Linked DNA regions of Mus musculus: all the other regions are linked to region 1. A link is a contact called in public Hi-C, HiChIP or PLAC-seq, Micro-C and capture Hi-C data. All regions are on one chromosome and are shown on one strand. Each heading gives the region's core, a stretch centred on a gene start, on an enhancer-like site or on the middle of the called end of the contact. The rest is flanking DNA. Distances are from core to core; before and after follow the strand shown. Region 1 holds the start of Vav2 (vav 2 oncogene). Region 2 holds the start of Surf2 (surfeit gene 2). Region 3 holds the start of Rexo4 (REX4, 3'-5' exonuclease). Region 4 holds the start of Col5a1 (collagen, type V, alpha 1). Region 5 overlaps Rxra (retinoid X receptor alpha). Region 6 holds the start of Fam163b (family with sequence similarity 163, member B).

Evidence for each region. A called contact is a pair of places that touch in the nucleus more often than the background predicts. HiChIP or PLAC-seq counts read pairs in DNA pulled down with a chosen protein or histone mark. Capture Hi-C pulls out chosen DNA fragments and counts their contacts.
Region 2: an H3K27ac HiChIP or PLAC-seq map of thymic regulatory T cells shows a contact between it and region 1, with 6 times the contacts expected there. The contact joins the promoter of Surf2 here to the promoter of Vav2 in region 1. A contact is called at or near these places in 8 of 39 promoter capture datasets (the 3T3-L1 cell line, 3T3-L1-derived adipocytes, cranial neural crest and 5 more), 12 of 484 Hi-C or Micro-C datasets (CD4 T cells, LSK cells, embryonic fibroblasts and 7 more), 12 of 115 datasets of contacts at active chromatin or transcription factors (embryonic forebrain, embryonic stem cells, extraembryonic endoderm stem cells and 7 more) and 3 of 9 other capture datasets (adipose tissue, liver and macrophages).
Region 3: a capture Hi-C map of macrophages shows a contact between it and region 1, with 4 times the contacts expected there. The contact joins the promoter of Rexo4 here to the promoter of Vav2 in region 1. A contact is called at or near these places in 1 of 39 promoter capture datasets (neural stem cells), 4 of 484 Hi-C or Micro-C datasets (all in embryonic stem cells), 4 of 115 datasets of contacts at active chromatin or transcription factors (the 230-238 cell line, astrocytes, pancreatic cancer cells and 1 more) and 1 of 9 other capture datasets (macrophages).
Region 4: a contact with region 1 is called in a Micro-C map of embryonic stem cells, with 6 times the contacts expected there. The contact joins the promoter of Col5a1 here to the promoter of Vav2 in region 1. A contact is called at or near these places in 1 of 39 promoter capture datasets (neutrophils), 2 of 484 Hi-C or Micro-C datasets (both in embryonic stem cells) and 1 of 115 datasets of contacts at active chromatin or transcription factors (embryonic stem cells).
Region 5: a Hi-C map of pre-megakaryocyte-erythroid progenitors shows a contact between it and region 1, with 3 times the contacts expected there. The contact joins the enhancer-like site here to the promoter of Vav2 in region 1. A contact is called at or near these places in 7 of 39 promoter capture datasets (the SN4741 cell line, hematopoietic stem and progenitor cells, hippocampal neurons and 4 more), 2 of 15 datasets of contacts at CTCF or cohesin (large pre-B cells and pro-B cells), 43 of 484 Hi-C or Micro-C datasets (B cells, the Ba/F3 cell line, the C2C12 cell line and 27 more), 10 of 115 datasets of contacts at active chromatin or transcription factors (T-cell acute lymphoblastic leukemia, astrocytes, bone marrow-derived macrophages and 5 more) and 2 of 9 other capture datasets (embryonic stem cells and liver).
Region 6: a Micro-C map of embryonic stem cells shows a contact between it and region 1, with 2.5 times the contacts expected there. The contact joins the promoter of Fam163b here to the promoter of Vav2 in region 1. A contact is called at or near these places in 4 of 484 Hi-C or Micro-C datasets (embryonic stem cells and nephron progenitors), 1 of 115 datasets of contacts at active chromatin or transcription factors (embryonic stem cells) and 1 of 9 other capture datasets (macrophages).

The regions. Positions count from the first base shown.
Region 1 is chr2:27,425,605-27,429,578 of GRCm38.p6, reverse strand. Vav2 (vav 2 oncogene) reads left to right here and starts at 1,971. Exons shown (of 28, transcript NM_009500.2): 1 at 1,971-3,303. The coding sequence starts at 3,100.
Region 2 is chr2:26,914,679-26,918,652 of GRCm38.p6, reverse strand. Surf2 (surfeit gene 2) reads right to left here and starts at 2,245. Exons shown (of 6, transcript NM_013678.3): 1 at 2,150-2,245; 2 at 1,794-1,948; 3 at 1,122-1,225. The coding sequence starts at 2,227. Surf1 (surfeit gene 1) reads left to right here and starts at 2,123. Exons shown (of 9, transcript NM_013677.2): 1 at 2,123-2,396; 2 at 2,647-2,698; 3 at 2,924-3,057; 4 at 3,139-3,221; 5 at 3,758-3,946. The coding sequence starts at 2,322.
Region 3 is chr2:26,962,411-26,966,384 of GRCm38.p6, reverse strand. Rexo4 (REX4, 3'-5' exonuclease) reads left to right here and starts at 1,999. Exons shown (of 8, transcript NM_207234.2): 1 at 1,999-2,333; 2 at 3,662-3,974. The coding sequence starts at 2,067.
Region 4 is chr2:27,884,257-27,888,230 of GRCm38.p6, reverse strand. It overlaps Col5a1 (collagen, type V, alpha 1), which reads right to left and starts at 1,806. Exons shown (of 66, transcript NM_015734.2): 1 at 1,307-1,806. The coding sequence starts at 1,415.
Region 5 is chr2:27,756,465-27,760,438 of GRCm38.p6, reverse strand. Rxra (retinoid X receptor alpha) reads right to left here. Exons shown (of 10, transcript NM_011305.3): 9 at 2,573-2,678; 10 at 1-898. The coding sequence ends at 751. Among named protein-coding and RNA genes, the nearest start is that of Gm39777, 80 kb to the left of the region's middle. Within about 2 kb of position 1,853, at least 193 of the 459 cell types and tissues checked have an H3K27ac peak or open chromatin away from gene starts, as enhancers often do. A contact at or near this core is called in the HPC-7 cell line, the N1E-115 cell line, the SN4741 cell line and 17 more, where this site is marked.
Region 6 is chr2:27,140,545-27,144,518 of GRCm38.p6, reverse strand. Fam163b (family with sequence similarity 163, member B) reads left to right here and starts at 2,042. Exons shown (of 3, transcript NM_175427.4): 1 at 2,042-2,359.

The sequences.
Region 1 (3,974 bases), core at 722-3,221:
GTGCGCCACCACACCCGGCTTGCTGTGACCCTTTAATACAACTGTATTGAACACAACCTCATGTTGTGGTGACCTCTAACCATAACATTATTTTTCACTGCAATTATATTATGTTACATCAAAACTAATTTTTGTTACTGTTATGATTCATGATGTAAATATCCGTGTCTTTGAATGGTCTTAGGCAACCTAGCCCCAAGGGGTCCAGACCCACAGGTTGAGAATCGCTGCTGTAAGGGCTAGAGATGGGGCCTCATGCTTGTCAAACAGTGTTCTTTTAAAGAGCCCTAGGCCTAAAGATTTTATCTTTAGAGAGCTGAGTACCACAAAGGGCTTGTTTTGTGCTGTCACAGAGTGACAGGGTTGCATCTAGATTTGGTTCGGTCCTTGCTGGCTGTGGAGGGCAGACTGAAAGGCAAGGTAGAAGCGGGCTGCTGAGGAACCCAAGGGGAGGAACATAGACCTTGGTGGTGGCAGAGCTGGCAGTGCTCAGAATCTGAAACTTGCTGGCAAATTAGAAGTGGGGAGTTAACATCAGAGTCCATAAAAGAATACGCTGTAGCTGACCAGCTCATGACTGGGAAGACAGAGATGTTTAGTTCCGTTATGATGTAGAACTGCCTCTGGACGAGGCCTGGCTCTCCATAGCCATGCTTGCCCCTATCCCGTAAGAGCTCCCAGGAGACCTGCTACCCCTTTCCAGGGGCATTCTTCTCTGAAGCCTCGTGCATGGTTAGTTGGTGGCCCACTTCCCACATCCCAGACATGTGGCTGGGGTTGACAGTTCCTACCTCAGGGTTTCGTCTGCTCAGTTCACTGCAGAGCTCTGGTATTCAGCACAAGTGGCTTTCAGTGGTGCTCATGACCAAAGTGGGGAGGTACACTTCTCTTGGACACTTCCAGAGGGCAATCCTGGTGAACAGTTCTGGGCTGAGAGAATGGGTGAGGAGAAAGATCCCCTTTACCAGTCCTCCGCATGTTTGTTTTGAGCTCGTGAACTCTGACCTACACATGCACAACAGACACCTGGAATACTTCCCACCCAGCTTTTCTTCATTCATCCTTTCTATTATTTCCGAGATGAGTGATGTCCCCACTAGCCAGATAAGGAATTGGGTACCAGAGAGTTCTGCTGGTGCCAGGAGGCCTGGATCTTCTGACTTGGAGGACTGACATGCTAACTCCACTATATGCTCTGCACTACAGCCCCTCAAAGACAGACAGACCCCTCTTTTGTAGCATCTAGGCTGTCAGCTGATGCCATTGCCCTCAAGACCACCAGGGGGCAGCAGACGAACGCTTGATTGGATGGCAAAATTCGTTTGTCCTAGACCTGGTCTTAGCTTCTGATGAGGCAGGAAGGCTGGAGTGCTGGGAGCACAGAGGCCTCTTTTCTGTGAGAGAGCTCCCTGGGTACACACGCCAAGGCATGAATGCAGCAGCATTTAGCAGGGTGCTTTGCTTTCAGCTTTGCAATCTCCTTTCTTTCCTTCTTTCTTTTTCCTCCCTTTGGTGCAGGGTGTTGAATGACTCTTAGGGAGATGCTGGAGGGTCTGCCTGTAGCCCTGTGCTTTGGACGATTTAACCCCCAGTCCGCAGGAGGTCCTTCCCCTGAAGCTATTCAGAGGTGAAGTAGAGGGGCTGAAGGCTCTACCTGGCTTCTCTGCCGGATCTCTAGGATTAGGGTTCATGCTTCCTCCTTAGGTGGGGCAGGTGATGGGACTTCCTGCAGAGAGAGGCCTTTCTGGGAGGGACTTCCCTGGGTGCAGGGGACAGATCTGTCATCCTTCCCTGGCCCAGGTAAACTGAGAGAGGCAGGGGCTGACAGAACACCGCCCACAAAAGCTCGGCTCTTGGAAACTGGTCACTTTCCTCTCTTCTAGCTCCCTTTCATGACACCAGTCTCATAGAAGACTTGGCTTTGTGGGGTTCCCTTCTTCTTTACCAAGAACCCACAGCTCCTGATACTGTCCAGAGCAAATTAATTTTAATCACAAAAATCAGTTATTTATGCTTTTGAAGTCCCTCCCACTGTCACAATGTCCTCAGGACACAACACGGTCTATCTCTCCAGCACCTCCCACTAGACAATCAAGGGGGCTGAAAGTGAAGGATTTTTTTCCCCCTCTCTCCGTTATTGTGGAGGCGGAGTGTCTTGCGGACCCTGGCAAGGACAGAGGACTGGAAGAGGCCATAGGGGCGTAGGGTGTGTAGGCCAGCCTGGTTCGCGTTCTGGGGTCTATCTTTGCCGAAAGACCCTGCAAGGGCACCCAGCGTTACCGCGGTCATCTTCTAGTCTCTTCTGCCGTGCGGCGGCCTCATCGCACCGCAAGAAAGACCTCCAGCCTCCACGTGCACCTAGGGAAAGTCGTGGGCGGGGAGCCTGCTCAGGAGCCCCGCCTTCCTCAACTTTCGCTGGCGGCCCAGGGGCAGGAAGTGGGAGGACGGGTTGGAGGCGGTGCTTGGGTCTCCGGGGAGGTGCCGGGTGAAGGTGCCAGCTCCGCCCCCGGCCCCGCCCGGCCGTGGCCGCGCCCCCTGCACCCCCAGCGCCTAGGAGCCGCGGAGCCTCGGAGTCCCAGTGCCCCGCGAGTGGCGTAGAGCCCGCGGGCCCGGCGAACAAAGCGACGGTGGAGCGAGCAGCTCAGGCGCCGGACGCAGGGAGCGAGCGACCCGCTGCGCCTTTGTCTCGGGTGGGGCAGGAGCGGTGGCCGAAGCGGGGCGCCCGGAGCTCAGAATGCGGCGCCCAGAGGGGCGGATCGAGAAGCGCTGCGACTGCAGGAGGCGTGGAGCCCCGGCCGGAGCACGAGCGGACTTGTGTGTGTGAAAGAGGGACCCCGCACGCTGCCCCGCGAGCGCCGGTTGGCCGCACGTGGGCGGGAGCGGCGGCCGGCTAGTAGCCCGAAGAGGAGGAGGAGGAAGAGGAGGGCCGTGCGGCCGCGCAGCGGGGACCCGGGGCCGCCTGCGCGAAGCCCCGCCCCGGCGGCCGAGCCCCGCGCGGGCGGGCGGGATGCCCCGCGGTCACCGCACTTTGGCCGGAGCGCTACCCTGAGCCAGCTGGCCAGCGGCCGCAGCGGCGAGCGCACAGGCGCCGCGGGCGCCATGGAGCAGTGGCGGCAATGCGGCCGCTGGCTCATCGACTGCAAGGTCCTGCCGCCCAACCACCGCGTCGTGTGGCCCTCGGCGGTGGTCTTCGACCTGGCGCAGGCGCTGCGCGACGGCGTCCTTCTGTGCCAGCTGCTGCACAACCTCTCCCCCGGTTCCATCGACCTTAAGGACATCAACTTCCGGCCGCAGATGTCCCAGGTGAGGGTCCCGGCACTGCAGGAGGGACTCGGGTGTGCGATCTGAGGGGCGCATTGACTGGAGCGTGGGCCGCGGGAGGCCCAGGTTCTCTGGCCGGAGCTTCTGGCTCAGGGGTCAGTGCAGAGCAGGTCACATCCCGGTCTCCTCTTCCCGCTCTAGAGAGCGGCGGTCCCCGAAGGCGCGAAGTTGGCTAAAGTCCCCCAGTCTAGGGCGCGCTACCACCGCCGCGGGAACGGTTTGTGTGCGCCGGCTCCCCAGTCTACGGCTGCCTGGTGGAGGGCGACTCCAGCCTCGGTGTAACGCCCAGCACTGCAGTGTTGCGTCTAGGCCCGGGTCCCCGAGTGTCCCTTCCAACCGGGTGCGTGCCACGCTGGGGGTCACGTCCCCGGCTGCGTGCCAGACGACCGGAGCCCATGGAGGTTGAGTTGGAGCCGTTGAAGGATGAGGTGGAGTGGTGGCTACTGTTACCCGCAGCTCGGCGGAGGGGCCGGGCCGGGTGGGGTGCTACGGCCGGAGGGAGCGGGAGGGCCGGGCGCCGCCCCCTCTCTGGCCTGCGCCTCCTCCCGGACCCCAGCCCAGGACCAGCTGCCTCGGGGGCCTTCCTGGATAGCCTCTGGGTTGGAGTCTTCTTCGCCTTCTCATTGCCCCCACTTCGGTGGTCGCTCCAGTGT
Region 2 (3,974 bases), core at 996-3,495, 510 kb after region 1:
CTGAGGAGTCTGAACTTCTTGGGCCAGCACCATCTCCATAGGTGAGGGATACCAGCTCATTGCTCATGAGTAACAGTCTAATTGGGACTGGGCATCTGATAGAACCAACTGCTCTGCTATCTCCAGTCTTCCCTGCTTCATCTTTGACATCTATTTCTAGGACCACTGTGGTCTCCTCCCAGTGCTCTCAGCAGGCCAATTAGCTACGGTAACCAGCCTGCCATCCTAACCGGCCTCACTGTGTTTTGGCTCTGTCTCAGCTCTTTGATACATCTTTATAATCATGGGGATTCCTGTACAGCCCTCCCTGTGAAAATGTAGCAGATGACAAAGCTAACAAAGGTACAACAGCCAAACCTTAGCTTGCCACCGGTCAGTGCAGCCCAGGTGCCAACTCTGCACCAGCAGACAACTGACAGATTCCTTACCTTCCCACCCTGTGACTGAAGTCTGCCTGTTAGGGCAGGACAGGCGATGCAGTCCCTGAAGCCTCCCACTCATCCCCAGCCTCTGCGAACCCCAACCCTCCATTCTCCCTGCTTCATTCCTCCATCCAAGTTACCTAGTCCCAGTCCCTTTCTTACCCTCATCTTCCTGTGGTAGCATGGATGGGAGGTTTTCACCTCCCTCATGCTCAAGCTGGCCCCATCCTCTCTCTGTCCCTAACCCCAGGAGTCTCTACTCTCAATGACTTGGGATGCCTTCCCACCCCTGGCTATACCCAACAATACTGGAGGCTGTCTGCAAGTCCCCTTTCCTGCTCAAGCCACCAACCCCTTAGCTGCAAGACCCCTCACCCTCTGGAGCCTGCAGGACTGTTTGCACCAATCCTGCTCCTGAGAACAGTCTTCAAGGCTCTCCTGCAGTATCAGATGACTATGGACCTGTCCTATAACTAGAATACTGCAGCCTCAGCCTGGGAGCTACCCTAGGATTGTCCCTGCTATGGAATATCAGACCTCCACCGCACTCCTTCCCACCTACTTCTGGCTTTGCCTTCTCACTGTGCAAGATCAGGCAAGTGCATCAATAAAGGATCAGTGATGGCCAAGGCACCTTTCTGGCTTTTTGGGGGCAGGGAGCATGCATCCAAAGGCCTGAGCTTCTGGGGGGTGACTTACATTGATGAAGTGCTCTCTGATACCTCCGGCCCTGGGTGTGCCTCAGCACGTGTTCTGGGGACTTATTGATGTGCCTCAGGGTGAGTTTGCAGAACAGTTGGTGCCTAAAAGGCAAACAGGTGGGTATGGAGGGGCAGTGCACACCAAGGGCCCAGTCTTGTGGGCTCCACCATGGCTGCATGCTGCAAACAAATGATCCATCTGCTGGGATGCTCTGCATTTAGTCTCAGTGTCTGGATTTTGAAAAAGGCATGGTGGACTTTAATTCCAGCACTCAGGTGGCAGAGGCAGAGGGGCAGAGTCAGAGGCAGGCTTTAAGGTCAGTCTGGCCTACATAGTGAGTTCCAGGCCAACCCAGCTACACAGGCTTACAAACAATTCCACTCAGTATCTGGGATCAAGGACCCAGATTGTTACCCAAGAAATTGCAGTTTCACACTGCATGCTTGGCGGTCAGACAGCTCAGGGAGTGCTATATGAGGATATATCAACCACACAACCATAGACAGGATCCCCAAACAGTGAAACTGGCACTGCCCAGCCTGGCTTCAGGGAACTACATGCAAGGGCCACAAGCACTGTCCTGATAAGTGTCACAGTGGGAGGCTCCTACAAGCTCAGAACAGGGGGCACAGGCTCTGCTCCTAGGCGCTGGCCGGCCAAACTACGTACCGATTCTTTGTGCTGGGCACAATGTGTGGCTCGAAAGCTGCGTAATCGAAGTTAGAGAAGGAACTTGACAGCCGTTGGTACTTCTTGCCGCGGGTGTATTCCTGGAGCTCGGGCAGACGGCAGGGCAGCTCATGGCCAGTTAGGGAGCAGCGAACCTGCGGATGAGCATCTGGTCAGAAGGTGGTTCTTGCCAGCTCCGCCCCTTCCCTGCACTGTCCTCCCAGGTCCCACGCTTTCCAGGCACAATACTCCCGGGTCCCCCTCCTTTCTGGCCACTGTCGGTCCTCCGAGGTTCCGCTCCTCCCAGATCCCGTTCCTTCCTGGCCCTACTCTTCCGGTCACGGTTCTCTTCCGACCTTGCGGGTGTTGGGCAGTAGTCTCAAGCTGGGGTGCTGGCGCAAGAATGCAAGCACATCAGAGGGTGGTTCGTCCATGATCGGAGATGCCCATCTGACGCCGCAGCCACCACGTGAGACAGAGCGCCGTCCCGGAAGGAAGCAGATTTCTCGGTCCCGGAAGTGCTCAAAGATGGCTGCTGTGATGGCTTTGGCTGTGCTGCCGCGACGGATGACGCGGTGGTCGCAATGGGCCTACGCGGGACGGGTAAGCGGGGGTTCAGAGAGGATCCTGCTCAAGAAGAGGGATCTGGAGGGCCGGGCCCGGAGTGGAGTGGGGCCGAGGAGGACCCTGCCCAAGAGAACTTAGCCCTGGGTGGAGCGGTGCCAGGGAGGACCCTGCCCAAGAAGACTTAGCTCGAAGTTGTGTGGGGCTGGGTTGGACCGTGTCAGGTGCTTGCACTTGGCAGGCGTGGGGTTCCCTGGATTTAGCCCCTCGGCCTGTCTGGTCCCCGCAGGCCCAGTTCTGCGCTGTCAGGAGGAGCGTCTTTGGGTTTTCTGTCCGCTCAGGTGAGAAGGGCTCAGACCTGGGTGCGGTTGATGCACCTTTCTTTTCAGCCCACAGTGGTTTACTGCGTGTATTGTACTGGGAGAGGGTTGGGCACATGTGCTGTTAATTGCCACCTTTGCCATACATTCTCTGGGGTATAATCGGGCCTCTCGAGGAATTGGCCATCCAGTTCTGTTTGTTCTAGGGCTTCTGACCCCATGCCAGTGTTGTAAAACTTCCTCCAGGGATGGTCTGTAGGCCACGCAGGTGTTGCAGTTCTACTGCTGAAACAGCCGCCGCTAAAGCAGAGGACGATTCTTTTCTCCAGTGGTTCCTGCTTTTAATCCCTGCTACTGCTTTTGGCCTGGGGACTTGGCAGGTGAAGATGGGGGTCGAATTTGGGTGGCTCCGAGGCTCGGACTCCACTGATACCTTAGCTTAGCTCATGCTGTTTCTATAGGTCCAACGTCGGAAATGGAAGCTGAAACTTATTGCAGAATTAGAGTCTCGAGTCATGGCTGAGCCCATCCCTCTACCAGCAGAGTGAGTGTGGCTGCCCACTTTATTCATTCCACTTACAGGGCGGCAGTGGGGCCCTTGCTTCTGTTTGGTGTAATTTGCTGTCCTTTGGCGAGAACCCTGTTTCCCGATAAACTGCCTGCTGACTGCCTTTATGAAATTGGACACAGAACATAAATAGAAAAGATTTATTTTCGGTGTCAGATTTCCCTTTTCAGGTCTCAAGGGATCCTCCAAAGTGGTGACAGTTCATTGTGGCCCTGGTGGGTGGTGGTCTTTAAAGTTTATTGTATTGCCCTCTTGAATTTTAAAGTTTTGTCCTTCAGGGTTGGGAACAAGTGGAGTTTGGACTCACATTTTGTTAATGTATATACAGTAGCCATACAGAAACCCACACTTTCCTTGAAAACCTGGGCTCTGGTTATCACCATCTTCTATTACTATTTGGCATCAAAGGTTGCTATGGAGGACATAACCTGTCTGATGATCCTCACTGAGCCTTTCTGCTTAAAGGATTGACAAGCCTGGCTTACTCACAGCCCTTCCTTTTCTCCTTATAGCCCAATGGAACTGAAAAATTTGGAGTACAGGCCAGTGAAGGTCAGGGGCCACTTTGACCACTCTAAAGAGTTGTACATAATGCCTCGGACCATGGTGGATCCTGTCCGAGAGGCGCGAGATGCTGGCAGACTATCCTCAACTGAAAGTGGGGCCCATGTAGTTACTCCTTTCCATTGCTCTGACTTGGGGTGAGTAGTGCATGGCTGAGCCTCATTG
Region 3 (3,974 bases), core at 750-3,249, 460 kb after region 1:
GTGCATTCCCTTATCTGGTCTCTTCTTCCTTTTGAGGCTGACTACCAAAGTCCAGCTATAAAAGCACTGAGGTCTAGCAAGGAAAAGCCCCCTTTGACTCACATAATTAACATGTCCAATTAAAAATTAAACACCGGCCGGGCGGTGGTGGCGCACGCCTTTAATCCCAGCACTCGGGAGGCAGACGCAGGCAGATTTCTGAGTTCAAGGCCAGCCTGGTCTACAGAGTGAGTTCCAGGACAGCCAGGGCTACACAGAGAAACCCTGTCTCGAAAAACAAACAAACAAACAAACAAACAAACAAATTAAACACCTCGTCCTTTATATCTTCATAAACTGCCAATTTCCTAGTGCCATTCCTGTTTCATCAGTAGGCAGAGGTACCACCCCCCAGGGCAAATAGCCTCCTCCCTCTACTTTGTTTTCTCTCTCTCTCTCTCTCTCTCTCTCTCTCTCTCTCTCTCTCTCTCTCTCTCATATCTATGTCTCTTATTTCCTACCCTCTGGGGCAAATAAATCTCTTTTTGTAAGGGTCCCCCAAAACTGGCACCCTGGACTCAAATAGTATGTAACCGCAAAGAGTGTTTTATTCTGCAGAAGTCCAGCATGCTGGGGTCTCCCATTGCTAAGATAGAGAGACCATCAAGTGAGCTTGAAGGCTCGATTTAAAGCGCACTGGATTTCTGGGGTAGATGGGCTTTATCTTATTCTATCTCTAGGCATTCCAGAACCATTATCTGAGTGAGTGCTGTTGTGATCATAAAAAGAGAAAGAGCTACTAAGATCTGTTCTGGCAGGGTGTGGGGGAAGGGTGTGCCTCAGTGGGCCCATGCCTCAGCATCCCTTCCCCCTGAGAGAGCAGCCACATGACGGTATAGTATAGAATAGAGTTTATTCGGGGCATGGGGAGGGGAGTTAAGAGGGTAGTAGAGACAAAGGCAGAGAGGGGAGGGGGAGGGGGAGGGGGAGGGGGAGGGGGAGGGGGAGGAGAGGATTGGAGGCTGGCCATGAGCATATGGAGAGAGGGGGTAAGGGAATGGGGAAAGGGGGGAACAAGGGGCCAAGAGGCAAAAGCGTGAGAGAGAAAGAGAGAGGGATGAGGGGGCAAGCAGCCCCTTTTATAGGGTCAGTCCTACCTAGCTGCTACCAGGTAACTGTGTGGAGGAGCATATCTGGCTGTTGCCAGGTTTCGGTGGGGGTGGAGTCCAGACAGAATACCAACAGGTGCGAAGGCTAGAGCCTGGATTTTTTTTTTTTTTTTCTACTAGTAATCGAGTTGCTTGGACTTGCCCATACCTTAGGCCTAGTCTCTTTAACTGCCAATTTGAAGTGTGTTGCGGAATCTGCCTAGCCTTCTCTGTGCTCAGAACTTGGTCTTGGGGGGTGCCGGGGAGGGGGTGTCCTGATTGGATATTTTTCCTAACAGCCACCACCAAGTCTCCCAAACCTTCTTACGTGGTCTGTTGGCTTTGCTGCTTATCTCTAGTCAGAGAAACCCGAGGGCAAACGATTCAACTGTGACCGCCCCATCTGTATTGCACTATCAGGATCAAGAATAGATTGCTGGTCATTAACACTGCGATTAAGAATGTATATGTATACGTATATAGTCACAATTAAATTTTGCTTTATCATTAATATCGGACACTGCTGGCGTGCCTTTGCAGTCAGTAAACCAGAGACGTGGGGAAGGCTTCGGTATTCGCAGTGTGTGGTTGTGCATAGGGCAACCTACACAAGACCCGCCTCCGCCTCTTCCGTACCCCCGTGAGTGCCACACCGAGAGTAGTCCCCCAGCCTTTTCCGGTGTCCCAGAGTCTCCTCATTTGCGGCCTTCCGGGACACCAGATCTTTGTGAAGGTCTGGGCTCCCTTCCGTCAAACTCTGGGTATCCAACCGCAGCGCTGCTAGCCAGGGCTGTCAGCCCCCAGTGCTAACTAGCGGGCTAGTCGCAGAGTCCGCATACGTGCGGAACCAAAGATGCAGTCTCGGTTTCTAGCAGGTCGCGAAGAGAACAGCAACCCGGGTTCCCGCATGCGCAGTGGAGCACGCTTGCACCCTGGGAAATGTGTGCTTGCGCGGTTGCTGGAGTCGCGGTCTCTTCCCTGGTGGTTCCGACTGCGGAGAGCGGGGAGATGAAGACGAAGGCCACCGCGCCGGTGCCCCAACCTGGGCCTATCAGGAAGCTCGCTAGGAAGAAAGCCAAGAAGAAGTTCAGGAAGAGCAAAGCTCTGGCAGGAAGTGGGGTTCCGGGAAGCCACCCGGCGGCTGTGGCAGGCCGACCGCCGAAGGCCCCCGAGAACTTTTCTCAAAATTGGAAGGCGTTGCAAGAGGTGAGACCGGCGACAGGCCACCTTCATCCCGAACTTTCTGTCAGGTAGCCACAGACTCCGAAGGAGGAAGGGATGTTGCCCTCTGCTTCATTCAAATTCTTTTTCTCAATTATGAATCACTTATCTAGGTTGCCACCCTGGCAACGTCTTAAACTATGTCCCAGAACTCTGGCCCAGTGGTTCTGGAACTATTGTAGCTCAGGGTATACCCACACTAGTGGTTGTCCTCCTACATTAGGTAGCCTCCCTAGTCCTGAGCCTCTATACCTACCCCCATTCATAAATTCTTCCATACTAGTTAGATGCTTTTTTTTGTTGTTTTTGTTTTTTCGAGACAGGGTTTCTCTGTGTAGCCCTGGCCGTCCTGGAACTCACTCTGTAGACCAGGCTGGCCTCGAACTCAGAAATCTGCCTGCCTCTGCCTCCCGAGTGCTGGGATTAAAGGCGTGCGCCACCACGCCCAGCTTAGTTAGATGCTTTTACTGCCCTTGTTTCTTAGACGGGGAAATTGTGACACATAACTTACAGGGTTTGAGTTGAAAGTAGGTCACATACGGTGTAAACAGCAGAACTGGGGTGCTGAATATGCCTTCACTGTCGACTTCTAGGGAGTCTTGAGGAGTGTATGTCATGGAGCCTCAGTAAGAAAGACAATAAGGAATTTCTTGGCCTCCATAACAACACTCCACCTTGTTCCTTAGTGTGGATCTTCCAACAGGACACCCAGGAGCAGCCAAACCCTGTGGACAGTCAGGGCTGTGTATGCTGGTTCTTGTTCTTTCTCCCAAGAAAGTAAAGTGTGCAGGGAGGACATGTTTACTAAAGGAAACTTGGATTTGGCTCTGGTTTCTACAAGAATCTAAATCCTTCAGGCCTTTTAAGTATTAGGGGAGTGAATAAGTAGAAACTCACTGCAACATCTCTCAGCTGGTTGCCATCTTGTTGTGGTCTTAACTGGAGATTTGAACACAAGGAAGAAATTGGTCTCCTGGACCTCTCCTCTACATGGATCAGCCCTATCTGGTTTCACAGGACTTCTTTCTTTCCATTGAACTCCCTTCCTCCAGGTCTTCCTTAGATTCTGAGCTGTAGCCGCCTCCAGAGATAACGGAAGTGATCACTGTGTCCCACAGTGTTGACCATGGAAGTCACTAAGTGAAACTCCAAATAAAGAAGTGAAAAGCACCATTAGTGGTGATGGGAAGTGCATGGATGATAGAATAGATGTACACACAAGTTTCTTGAACCTGTGGTATGTCAGTTCAAAATTAAATGTGGCTTTTAACAAAATAATAAATGTGGCTTATATTTAATTTTGATTCCATTAGCTACTGAAACAAAAGTCACAGGCCGCAGAAAAACCTCTTGTCTCTCAGATGGATGACAAAATGCACCCCCAAATAATCCAGCAGAACAGAAAAAAGGCCTCAGATAAATCAAAGGGAGACAAGCAGAGGACAGAAAAGGCCAAGAGCACTAGGGGTTCTGTTACATCTGCACCTACGGACAGGAAGATACTAGTACCTCCCACAGATACCTCTGGAACAGAGCAGAAGAAAGGAGCCAAGAAGAGGACATATAGTGACATCTCTTCTCATCAAGGGGCTCTCAAGCCTAAGTGGAAAGCTACGGAGGCAGCTG
Region 4 (3,974 bases), core at 557-3,056, 460 kb before region 1:
TCCCTACTGCTAGCTTAACCCTGGGAACTCCGGGGCAGTTGGTCCAAGTTCCACAAGAGTGAGCATCGTCAGCCCATGCTCTCCCTCGGTCCCCGCAGGCCCTGGCCCCTCCCATTTCCACTCTTGCTCATCCTGTGGCCACTGGACACTAATGGTGCCAGAAAGCAGGAGAAGAATATTGTAATTGGCCATGGGGGGTGGAAATGGATTCTCCTGCTAGTCCTAGTAACACCAGCTAAGCTAAGGAGAGCCCTGTCACTGCGCAAGGGCTGACCACTCCACCCGCTGTTCGGCTGCCTGAACTCTTTCTAACTGCCTTCGCCTCCCTGTATCAGCACATGCCTGGTGCCTTCCCACCCTGGGCTATGGTGTTTAAGGGCTCTGGGGAGGTTTATCCCACAACTAACTAACAAGAGTGATGCTGAAAATAATATGCCTGCCCAGACCTGAGCCTGAAAGCGCTGAAATACAGACAGGGACAATCCCAGTACCTCCCTGATTCTGCCCATTGGATCAGGGCTCCTTCAGAGAACCCAACCTGGCAGGAGTCTCACATCTGCAGATCATCTGAGAAGCTCCCAGCCCAGACTCCAAGGCCCTCTCCAGGCTTCCCGTTCATCCCATCTTTGGGCAGAAAGCCCAAGAAAACTACCTCTAAGGGGTTTGGAGGTTTGACGGCTAGGAGTAGGGCTGGCCTACCTCACAGGGCTCCCCAGTGCCCCTGAAGACTTGTCAGGGACTACAGGGAACTCTGTCCCCTGGGAATTGCAGAAACTTAGCTCAGACAAGCAAGAGGGTGTGTACAGAGGGAAGTCCATAGCTGGGGTTTCAAACTTCTGGGATCCCCCTCCACCCCTAGGCGTCCCTGAGGAACTGAATGGCCTTGACTCTAGGGGGCGGCCCTTTCCAGCTTTCAGAAGGAAAGTTTCTGCTTAAGGGCTGCGTGGGATGCAGCGGGTCGCCTGTGATGTGGGACAGAAAATGCGAGGTTTGGGGACAAAAGTGTGAGCACCTCTGCTGGGATCTAACACGAGGCAGATTCTTCCTTGACTCGACCAACAGCCCCACCCAGCAGGCCCGTTTGAGGAGGGGGCGGTACGCCGCGGGGATGGAGTTGGCCCGGCTCCCTCTCCTGGGCCCCCAACGAATGGTATTCGTTGTCTTGCCCGGTGCATTCCACAGGCCAAGGAGGAAAGTTCTGCAGGCTCGGAGGAGGCCGGCGGCGAAGGAGCCCGAGATGACAGCGGCGCGGAGGTTCTGCGCACCTCTTACAGTCCCCGAGGTCCGGTCCCCAGAGCACTCTTACCTGCGCGGCTCGAAGGCGGCGCCCACAGCAGCAGCAGGAACAGGAGTAGCGGCGAAGACAGCAGCAGGGCGCCTGGGCGCGCAGCTTTCCAGCGGGTGTGTACGTCCATGCCGGCGGGGTGCGCGGGCCGGGGAGCGGGAGACGCACACGATGCACGGGGACCAGAGACACGTCCCGGGTGGCGGACGCTAGGGGAGCACGACAACTTCAGGGAGTCATAGGAAGCTCGGCACCCGCCCGATCTCCCCCGCGGCGGTGGCTGTTCTGGAAGAGGCAGCGGGCGCGCTCGCCCACGGCGCAGGGATCGACTGTGGCCCGGGACGGCCGGGACCCCCTCGCTGGCTGCTCGCGCACTCCCTGTCCTCCTCCTTCTAGTCTCGTGGCCTCCTCACCGCTGCTGCCCCGCGACCCGCTCCCCGTGGGCGCTCCGCTGGAGTGAGGTCCTGCGCCAGCCGCGGGGACCAGGAGTGCGGACCTCGCCTTCGGCGCTGAGCACTTTTCCCCCCTTTCCCTCCCTCCCTCGCTGCTGGCAGACAACGCGGAGGCTGTGGATTCCCCCACCCCCCACCGCCCCCAACGCCCGCAGCAAATCAGAGCCCGGCGCCCCGCTCAGCAAGGCCGGTCCCCGCCTCCCACTGGGCGCCGAGGGCGAGGGGGTGGGGATAGCGGGCGAGTCGCGGCGAGGAAGGGGCTGGCCCGGGGCGGGAGCGGACGTGGGACGGGGCCGGCGCCCCCGTTCTTTCTCCCCGCTCTGGGCGGCGGCCTCCAAAACCTGATGGCCCACCCTGATCCTAGATTCTTCCCGCCTCAGGTACCCCGACCTGGCCAGACTCCAAGAACCAACGTTGAGGGACCCCCGAAGTTTGATCGCTGGAATTCAAAAGAGAGATTGCAGTACCACACAGAACTTTCTCTTTAAGGAGGAGTTCCGAGAGCTCCTCTTCTGGGCGGAGACTCAACTTGCAATTCAGCCAGAAGGGGCTCCCTAGACTATGACTGACAGGCCAATACAGCGCTGGGGACCTGCCTTCTACCTCTCCACAGACCAGACTGTCAAGGATGCCCAGAGGGGCCTTAAGTGAACAAGGAGTGACCAAGTTATTAATCAGGTGAAGGTCAGTCTCAGATCCCACCCCACCGCCTTACTGCTGTCCCTAGTGGCCCAACAACTCACAAGGAAAAGGAAGAGCCCCCTTCCAGAGCTGACAGCTGGAAAAGGAGAGGGGCTCCCAGCTCCCCATCTACAGCAGAGGGAGACAGGAGTTCTCCCAGACTTCTCCAGGCCTGGGAGGCCCTGCAAAAGCCTGACTCACTGCCCTGCCCTTCTCCAAGGGCTTCAGGGTTTGTTTAGAAAGAATCAGAGTGAATTAAGAAGGCTTTCAGACACAAAGCTATCGCTCCCTTTGAACACATTGCAGCCTGAAAGAATTTTGTAGTGATGGAGACCGGCCTGGGACATCTCTCTCCGGCTGCATCCTCAGGCTCCCTAGTTTCTCATTATTCTCCAAACAAGAGGAGAGTGGCAGTCAGGGTGCAGAGGCATTCATGGGATAGAGGCAGTCAGAGGGCAGAGGCAGTCAAGGGGCAAAGGCAGTCAGAGGGCAGAGGCAGTCAGGGGATAGAGGCAGTCAGGGGGCAAAGGCAGTCAGAGGAGTTGCTGGGATGGCCATGCTCTGGTTCTTGAATCTGAATGGGGGTGGCTAGTACTGACTTAATTCAAGCTTTGCTTAAGTGTGGAATGTACCTTATAGGGAACATCAGACAGTACACAGAATAGAGGAGGAAAGCTGGGGATGCAGCTCAGAGGCTGTGCACAAAGGTCCTAAATTCTATCCAGAGTACAGAGAGGGCAGAGGGAAACAAGCTTGAGTGGACATGCAGACAGACAGACAGACTCAGTCACAGTACAGTAAGAGTTAAAAGCCAGCTTGTACTTGTTATGGAATAATTATGTATGTGTGTAAGTTGTATAAATGATAAGATGTGTATGTGTGTGTGTATGAACACATGTGGGGGCATGTACATGCATATGTGTGTCTCTGTGTGTGTGCTGTGTATACTGTGTGCTTATGTGCCATTCCATTGGTGAGTTTCATGGGGATGAAAACCTCAGCCATCCGGAGGCTTTCACCAAGCTCACCTCCCCATCCCCAACCTGCATCAGGTCTACATATCAGGGGAGGTCTTTCTCCCATCCACAGACGGGGACGCTGCAAGTCAGGCGGGGTAAGGGGCTTACCCAGAGCACCAAATCAGCAATGCGCTGTGTCAGAGCCAAGATGAGTGCTGCAGCTGATCAGCAGGCACAGGGTTCTTCCCTCTTCGTGCTATAATACAGACTCAGAACATCTGCCTTCCAGCAGGTACACCCTAGGCATCCTGCTCAGGCTAAGCCAACCCATACCCAGCATCCTCCTGTGCCCAATTGGCATCTCATGATAATGGAGAGTATTGGTCATGGTCTGTTCACCAGCATGAGTCTTTGAGGAAGCAAGCTGCCTGTGGGCCCCATCTATACCAGCCTGCACTGTTGCACCAGGTCTCCATGATCATGGACATAGTCTTGTGCTTCTGCTGTGTTCTTTCCATCTCGCCTGTCTCTGTATATCCACCTCCATCCAGTGTCCCCTGCATGTCCCTGCCATGCATACATGCCATTACCCTCTGT
Region 5 (3,974 bases), core at 604-3,103, 330 kb before region 1:
TCTACGTGAGCCAGGGCAGCCCTCCAGGATGATTGGTGGTGCCATCTTGAAGACCAGAAAGGAAGATCTGTGATAGGGAAAAGCCAGGCTACTATAGTTGGCTAACCCTGGATTGGTGAGACATGAAGAGGGACGATGACATAAAAAGGAACTGGTCAACTGGGGGACATGACAGAGGACCTCCAGCCCACGCAGCCTCAAGGTGGTCCCAGAATCCTGCTTGGAGTGATATCTCAGGGCATCTTTGGAAAGAGGCTTTATAGGTTAGCTATGACCCAGGAGGATACGGCCTGCCCCACCTGCTCCTTCTTGATCCCAGGTGGATTCCCACCCTAACTGGGTACCAGGACTCTGAACAGGCCAAGATGGGGCACTCCAAACAGAGGTGCCATGTGGGATGTCGAGAACCAGCGACAGCAACCAGCAACCAGAACAAGCCCTTTTCCCAGCTCTTGCAGCTCCAGGTGCTGAAGGCCCCATGACGAACCCCACGACCCTCGGGGTGACAGCAGCATAGCCTTAGAGCCTGATGTAGGGCAGGAGCTGGCCAGGTGTCACACCAGCTCTGCTATGGCCCTGGGCCAAAGGCAAGCATGAGTAAAGATGGCGAGGATGGTGATGCATCTTTTGGGCCCATAAGGACACTGCACCCCAAAGATCCACACGGGCCATCAGAAAGGGCAGGGGCAGGGCTGGAGCTGAGCAGCTGTGTCCAGGCAGGGCACGGGACCGGCACACGGCGGCGGGGGCCTAGGTGGCTTGATGTGGTGCCTCCAGCATCTCCATGAGGAAGGTGTCGATGGGCGTGTCCCCGATGAGCTTGAAGAAGAACAGGTGCTCCAGGCACTTGAGCCCGATGGAACGCAGTGCAGGCAGGCGGAGCAGCAGCTTGGCAAACCTGCAGGACAGGAGAGAGTAAGGACAGGCCAGGAGGCAGGGAATGCTCCCCTCGGAGTGCTCCCTGCTCTACCTGGTGACTTGTAACTTCCCCGGAGACCAGCCAAGCCCAGTGCCTGGGACCAGAACCTGGTCTGCAGAGGAAACTGCCTAAACTGATGCTCCAGGAAGAAGTGGGGACTAGAGAAAGGAGGCTCCTTGGAGACAAAAGAGCACAAGGGGCAGAGGAGTGGCAGGGGTGGAGTGGGGGTGCGGCAGGGGTGCAGCAGGCTGAGTTGCATCAAGATCCTAAAATGAAAGGAAGAGCCAATGCTTGACTACTGTCGGCCAGGACAGGCCTGGCAGGGGTTGGGAGAGCAGTTACGAGTGTGGGCTTGCTCCACGGGCAACGGGGAGCCTTGATAGAAATTTCGGCAGGTAAGAGCATGAACATGTTTTGTGCATCGGAGAGGCCTCTGCAAGAGCGGCTGTCTCGCTAGAGGCAGTGGGGCATGTCCTAGGAAGAGGCACCAGGAAGCTCTGTGGGCAGCCTGACTGGTAGTCAGTCACACGCATGGTACTCGGGGTGACTGACAGTGGAGCCAGCAGTGAGCTGGGAGATCCCCTGCTTCAGCAGGAGCACCTCCCTGGAGAGGACCGCAGAGGCCTTTGGGTTCCTTTACCCCTGGAATGTTTCCTGGGCAAAAGACCGATAGGCATGGGAAAGGAATCTGAGAACTCATGGAAGGTGGACAGACAAGAGAGGACAGTGTGGTGTGGGGACAGGACCTGGGGTCCCACGTGTGACCTCTGTGTCTGCTCAGGGCCTCCCTATATACTGGAGGGGGCTCTGGGCCTCATTAATTATTAACAATGTCTTTCATTTCCAGGGAGGAAGCCTTGTGGCTGGCTGCCCCGCAGTCCTCAGTTTAAAGGCACAAGCGTAGCTTGGAGGCTGGAGAGGTGCCAGAGAACAGGCTGTTTTCTGCTGAGCTGGCGAGATGGGCTAAGGCAGGAAGCCAGGAAAAACAAGCCGCTGCCACCCTCCTGTCCTCCTCCGGGAAGTTTCACTTTAAACCAAACCAGATGAGGGCTAAACAGCAGTGTGGACAGTTAACCATGTGTGTGCCAGGCAACGAGATTGGTTAGTGTGCCCATCTCCCCGGTCTTCCACTATTCCACTCACACCTAGCCTGCACACTGGGAGACTGCAAGAAGAAGCAGAACTGAATCCTTGGAAAACACCATTTCTCCTGGACACCTACTGTGTGCCTAACACTAGACTGTGCACCCAGCACTGAACATGACTAGATGCCAGTCTTCCTTAGGCCAGCAGAAAGAATGTGTTCTCCAGTCTCAGCCACGTATTATGCACAACTGTACAGCACCTACGCTGTGCTGGCATTTCCAGGTCACGTAACAGGTGAAGAACATAAGGCTTCATACTCGTAAATAGCAAGGACCTACTGTGCACTAAGAAATGGATCAATTATCTCAACTGGGTATAGGGGGAAGTGGGTAGTCCTCAGAGCTCATGAGTCCAAGGGCTGCCTAGCTCCTGCTCAAAGCCTGAAAAGCACCCCAGGCTGGTTTAAGGAGGACACCATTGTTTTGTGGCATACAGAGGGCTTTGGAGATGTGTGGCTGAGCCCAAGGGTAGAGGCAGGGGGCTGTCCAAGATGGAGGCGGGGCTCACCTGCCCGGCTGCTCAGGGTACTTGTGTTTGCAGTACGCTTCTAGTGACGCATACACCTTCTCCCTCAACGCCTCCACCTCAGCAGGGTTTGAGAGCCCCTTAGAGTCTGTAGAGAAAAATAGCCTCAGGTCAGAGCCCCCAGACTATCTCCTATCCACATGCAAGCATAGCAGAGAGTGTGCATGCTACACAACTAGATATGGCTGCCCTGCAGACCCATAGCTCCCAGACCAGGAGGATGGGTGTTCTAGAGTCATATTATGTCTCCATTCGGCCACTTGAAAGTCAAGTGACCTTAAACCAGTACCTTGTCATTCAGGGACTTAGTTTCCCCATCTTTCTCCAGGTGGTCATGAGAGATAACCAATCCTCTCACTGCCCTTGGGCCTGGTCCCAATGACAGGAAGAAAGCTGTAAGCCCTTCCCTGAGGATCTCCCCATACCATGAGCCAGGAGACCCCTCCTCAGCGCCTAAACACTGGCCACAATACAGGCTAGAGAAAAACCACAGCCATAGTCATTAACACCATCAGGGCACAGTGTACCAGTAAGAATGCTGAGGGCACTTTGGGGTCTGGGAGCTCTTTAGAATACACAAGACACCTTCAACTGATCTAGTCCCTGACAGTCCCTCCCTATCCCTCGGAGCCCCAGCTGAGGCCTCCCTGGTTCACCATGCCTCCAGCCAGACCACTCAGACCTAACCTGAGAAACTATCAGGTTGGCTCAGGAATGAGCTATCTGGGGTAGAAGCCTATATCCCTGTCCCCCCATATTTTCTACTCACCATGTGCAGGGCTGGTGAGCCCCGTCAGCCAAGCTTCCAACCCATATTCAACCCCTCCCCTGGCAGACAAGGATGGACTTTCAAATACAGAAGCCCATGCATACCCTGCGGCAGCGAGTGCTCCAGCCTCCGCGGCTTCCTGGAGCCTAGTCAGAGCCACCCACAAGCCCACAGCCATCTCTTGAATCCCTGAATTTCTCCCCAGGAAGAATTCCACGCTCTCAGTTGTGTGCTCCCATCACCATGTGGACTGGCCACCAGTGGCATCTGCCACCAACCCAGTGCTGTGAGCACAGGCCTGGGCCACTCTTCACACCACAGCCTCCCACACAGAAGACAGTCTCGGCCTCTGTGACAGCAACAGCTTGGAGGCCCTGAACACTGCAGCTCCAGAGCTACCAAAAAGATTTGCTGTCCTCAAGAGGCTGCTCTGCCCTGTCCCCAAATATCCTTGAAGCCAAGGCCTGAGACAAGTTAGCTACCCTCAGGACACCTAACAAGATGGACTGACCAACTGACCACCAACCCCATCCTGGGAGCTCACTCTAACACTAGACCACTGTGGACAGCAGAGCCCACGAGGCTCAGCTGGAGAGCACTAATGTCAAGTGCCTA
Region 6 (3,974 bases), core at 793-3,292, 290 kb after region 1:
ACATGTGTGTACTGCTGTGAGGCATTGAAACCAGTCACAGTTTAAATGAGACAAATACCACTAAATAAAGTCACACCATCGCAAGTGCTGGGGAAGCATCTCTCTGCTCCACACAGGAAGGAGTAATAACTCAGAGCCTAGGGTAAAAGGCCAAGCCACTTCTTGGATGCTTGGCTGCTCAGACCATGGCTACCAGACTTACAGTCTTGGAGCAGACATGGATATGTGACAAAGTGGAAGTGTGGATGAGCTGCTGGCAAAGGCAGGGCTTGATGGTGAGGCCTCTTTTTGAAAATTTCTGGCACACGTTTGACAGCATCTAAGGATCTGAGACAATCACCAAAAGGCAAGTAAGTAGTCCTGATTGAGACTGAGTGGAAAGTCAGGACTGATGGTTGCAGGAGTTGATTGGCTGGCCGGCCTGTGGTTTCCTCTTGGCACTCTCCAGGGCTCTCTGACCTCCCTTATATAGAATCATCTGGAGCCAATTGTCCTATCTCAGACTGGGACATTGGCGAGTGTGGGAGATCTTGGGAGTCATCAAGTCCCAGCTCTGTTCTGTTGCCAAGGACTCTGTCGTTTGTTCTCACCTGCAAGACAGGTTCTGGCTGACTCTCCCTGGCCCTTGCTGAGCTGGCTAAATGAGACAATGTGTGCAAGTGTTTAGCACTGCGTCTGGAATGTGTTGCACACATAACAATTGATGTTTACTGTGAGATAAGAGCCTGCTTCAAGCAGGCTCTGAGTACAGTTAATTAATGAATCAAACACAGCCACCAGTCCCTGGAGAAATGAGGCAGGTGACAATTAATTACCCATCTCAAAAGGAGTAGAGATACTTAAAGGCGGGGTCATCTCTTCCTGGTAGTTAAGTGGGATAAAGGATTGTTCCCAGTTTGTTATAAGGCACACCAAGAATATGGTCATTGCTGAGGAGTTCAGTGAGGACCCTTAAGAAGGAAGGATCAGCAGGGAAGTGGGCAGAGTGAGTGTGTGTGTGTGTGTGTGTGTGTGTGTGTGTGCACGTGTGCATGCTCACGCAGGCGTCTGACTAAAGCACCTGCTTCCTTGGCTCTGTGGCATATCTTGGAATGACTTGCTGGTCTTTCTATGCCCAGCCAGTGGGCAAAGGGGAAGGAAACTCCACCAGCTCCCTAGCCCCTCAATATGGGCTGACATATGTCCTCCCCACAAGGACAGAGCTTCTTACAGAGCATCGTGTCGTTCCTGGCACAATCCAGTACCCATACAGTACCCTTAGTGGTCCAGGGAGTTTTCTCAGAGTGTGGTATATTCTAACTCAAAGCCTCATTCAATACCTACTCCCCTTAGGTTGAGGTCTGCAGCCACAGCCCTCTCCGGAATATCTTCCAGAATGGGGCTTATCTTGGGAACATATTTCTCAAAAGGAAAGGCCAGAAAGTTCTTCATTTCCACTCAAATCTGACTTGCTTTAACTTCCAACCACTGCCCTAATGCTGTACTTGGGGGTAAAGTAGCAGAGATTTGCTTCCTTCCCAATGGCTAGAAACCTGAGTCAGCCAAGGCCTCAGTCACCAACCAGCCCAGTGCAGACTGTACACTACACCAGACTGATCCAGAGAATAAACGGAGCAAAGGCAAACGTTTATCAAGTACTTAGGGTGTGCTATGCCTGTGGACATCTTTGCCTTTCATCTTCAGATCAGCCTTAAAGGCCCTGCTGTCAGTTACCCCAGAAACAAGAAGGACCAGGGACCTGCTCCAAGGTTGTGCTTTCCAGAGTCAGGTAAATCCCATCACCACAGAGACCAAAGCTCAAAGAGAAAGAAACAGGCTGGTGGAGATCCGTGAGAACCCCGCAGGGCGCGCACAACAGTGTGGGTCCCTAGACCTTGCATGTGAGCTCAGCCGCAGGGGGGAGGGAGGTGGGGGGAGGGGGGCGGACGCGGACCAGCGTCAGCACCAGGGACAGTTCCTCGCCTGCTCCCCGCAGCCGCCGCCGACGGCGCGCGCAGGGCTGCAGCGCGCACTCCTCAGCAGGCTAGCGCGCGCGCGCCCTCCCCTCCAGCGCGCGCCCCGCGCCCGGGACTAGGCTGGAGTCGCGCGTGCCGCTCGCAGAGAGGCAGCTGGGTGTCCAGAGCCGTGGCCGCAGCGCGCAGCTGGCAGAGAGTCTCTCCTGGCCACGCACTTGCCTCCTCTGGGGCCTCCAGGAGTCTCTTGGCGCTCACTTTGCCAGCCCGGCCCCAGCAGGCGCCACCGGCCTCGGCCTGGGCTGCATTTGCTGCTACTCGCTGTGCCCCGGACAGAGGGACGCCCGCCCCGTCACGTGTGTCCAAGTCCTCCGCCAGCCGGGGCAGCGTGGTTCCCATGGTTCAAGGTAAGGGCCAAGCGGGTGCGCAGGTCACGGTGTGAGAGCAAGCAACGCAGGCTGGGAAGCCCGGGCTCTGTGCCCACCTCGTCTACAGTACGTACTGCAGCCTGCCCTGGCCACCTTTCATCAGGTGCCCTGACCTATCTACACAGGTGCCTGTACAGCATCACCCATCCAATTGCTTCCCTCCCTCCAAGAGCCTGAGATGGGCAGTGGGGTTCTAGGTGAGAGGCCGAGGAACCCACGGACAGAAGAGAGGTTCTACTTCCCTCCAAGGGTGACTTGCCTGAGGGAAGGGGTATGGGGAGAGAAAGTTTGTCGGAAGAGACTGGAAACCTAGCTCCATTCATCCTTTCTTGCCTGGAGCTGAGATATTTGGTTTCAGGAGGTGAGGCTTGCCTCCCACCAGGTTGCTGCCGAATGCTTGCCCTGGGCTACTGCTGGCATCCATTCTGTCCAGCCTATGTATGAAAGGCTTGAGGGTTCCGTTTGACAGAGGAGGAAACAAAGGCTTAGAAAAGTTGGTTTCTTGTCCAAGGTCACGGTTAACAGGTGGTGGAACCTCTGTCGCTGCTTTCCCACATTGTTGGAAACCTCATCTTAAATAGTGCGGGCAGGAGGGGGCATGCCCGGCAGGCAGCTGTGTTTTTCCAGCCAAACACCAAAATCCGAAAAGCAGGTTCACATTCAGTGTCACACGGGTGCACATTCTCTGCTGATGTGACTCCAGGGCAAGAAACCTAGGTGACAAGTCCCCAGACCTTTCTGCAGGGTCCCTTGTCCCTTCTGGGGAAGCTGGAGTTAAGGGGTCTGCAGAGAGTGCCAGGCTGCTCCCCTGTGGTCTTCTCACCCCTGTGCCAGTCAAAGTCTTGGTAGGGTTCAGGGACAGCTTCCACCTCCCAGAAGTTTATGGTTACAGAAAAGCGCATAGGCCCATCTTCCCACCCTCCTCTTCTTGAGATAGAATTGAGAGTGAAGACTCCATGCCAAGGGTCTTGAAGACTCAAGAATTGACACCTCTGGCCAGTAGAAGGTGGTTGAAACTGTCCATGACACATGGGCTACAGGCTTGCTAAGTACATACAACCTTGTGTGGCTTTGAGAAGTTCTTTTCCCTCCTGAGGCCAGGGGCTCACTTCTGTCTTCTCTCTCTCTCTCTCCATCCCTTTCTTTGGTGGTCATGTGTAGTACATTTGCCTTATGCCATAGAAAAGATGGATAGAGTGGCCTTGTGCTGGAGTCTTTGTCCCTGTCACCTGAGCTCCTGTTGGACTGGTTGGTACTGACCCACTTACCAAGCCCGGAGATGCCTCCTGGAAAGGTCTAGGGTCTGGGAGGAGGTACAACTTCCAAAATGGGTGCCTGGAATACCTGTTGGGGGTGGGGGTCTGTAGAATATCACTGGCTCTCTGGGGCAAGCCAGTGCCACAAGATGTGGGAGCCCAGGATGTGCTGTACCGTCTCTCCTGTAAGTGGGAGATATCCCCAGAGCCTCAGGCCTCTGCTGTGCCAGCACAGGTAACATTGAAAAGGAACTTACAGAGATGGTGGGCACAGACTGAGGAGTCAAGACTTTGCCCAGCTCTGCCCTTCTTCCTGGGTGACCTTGGGTCGGTCCCTG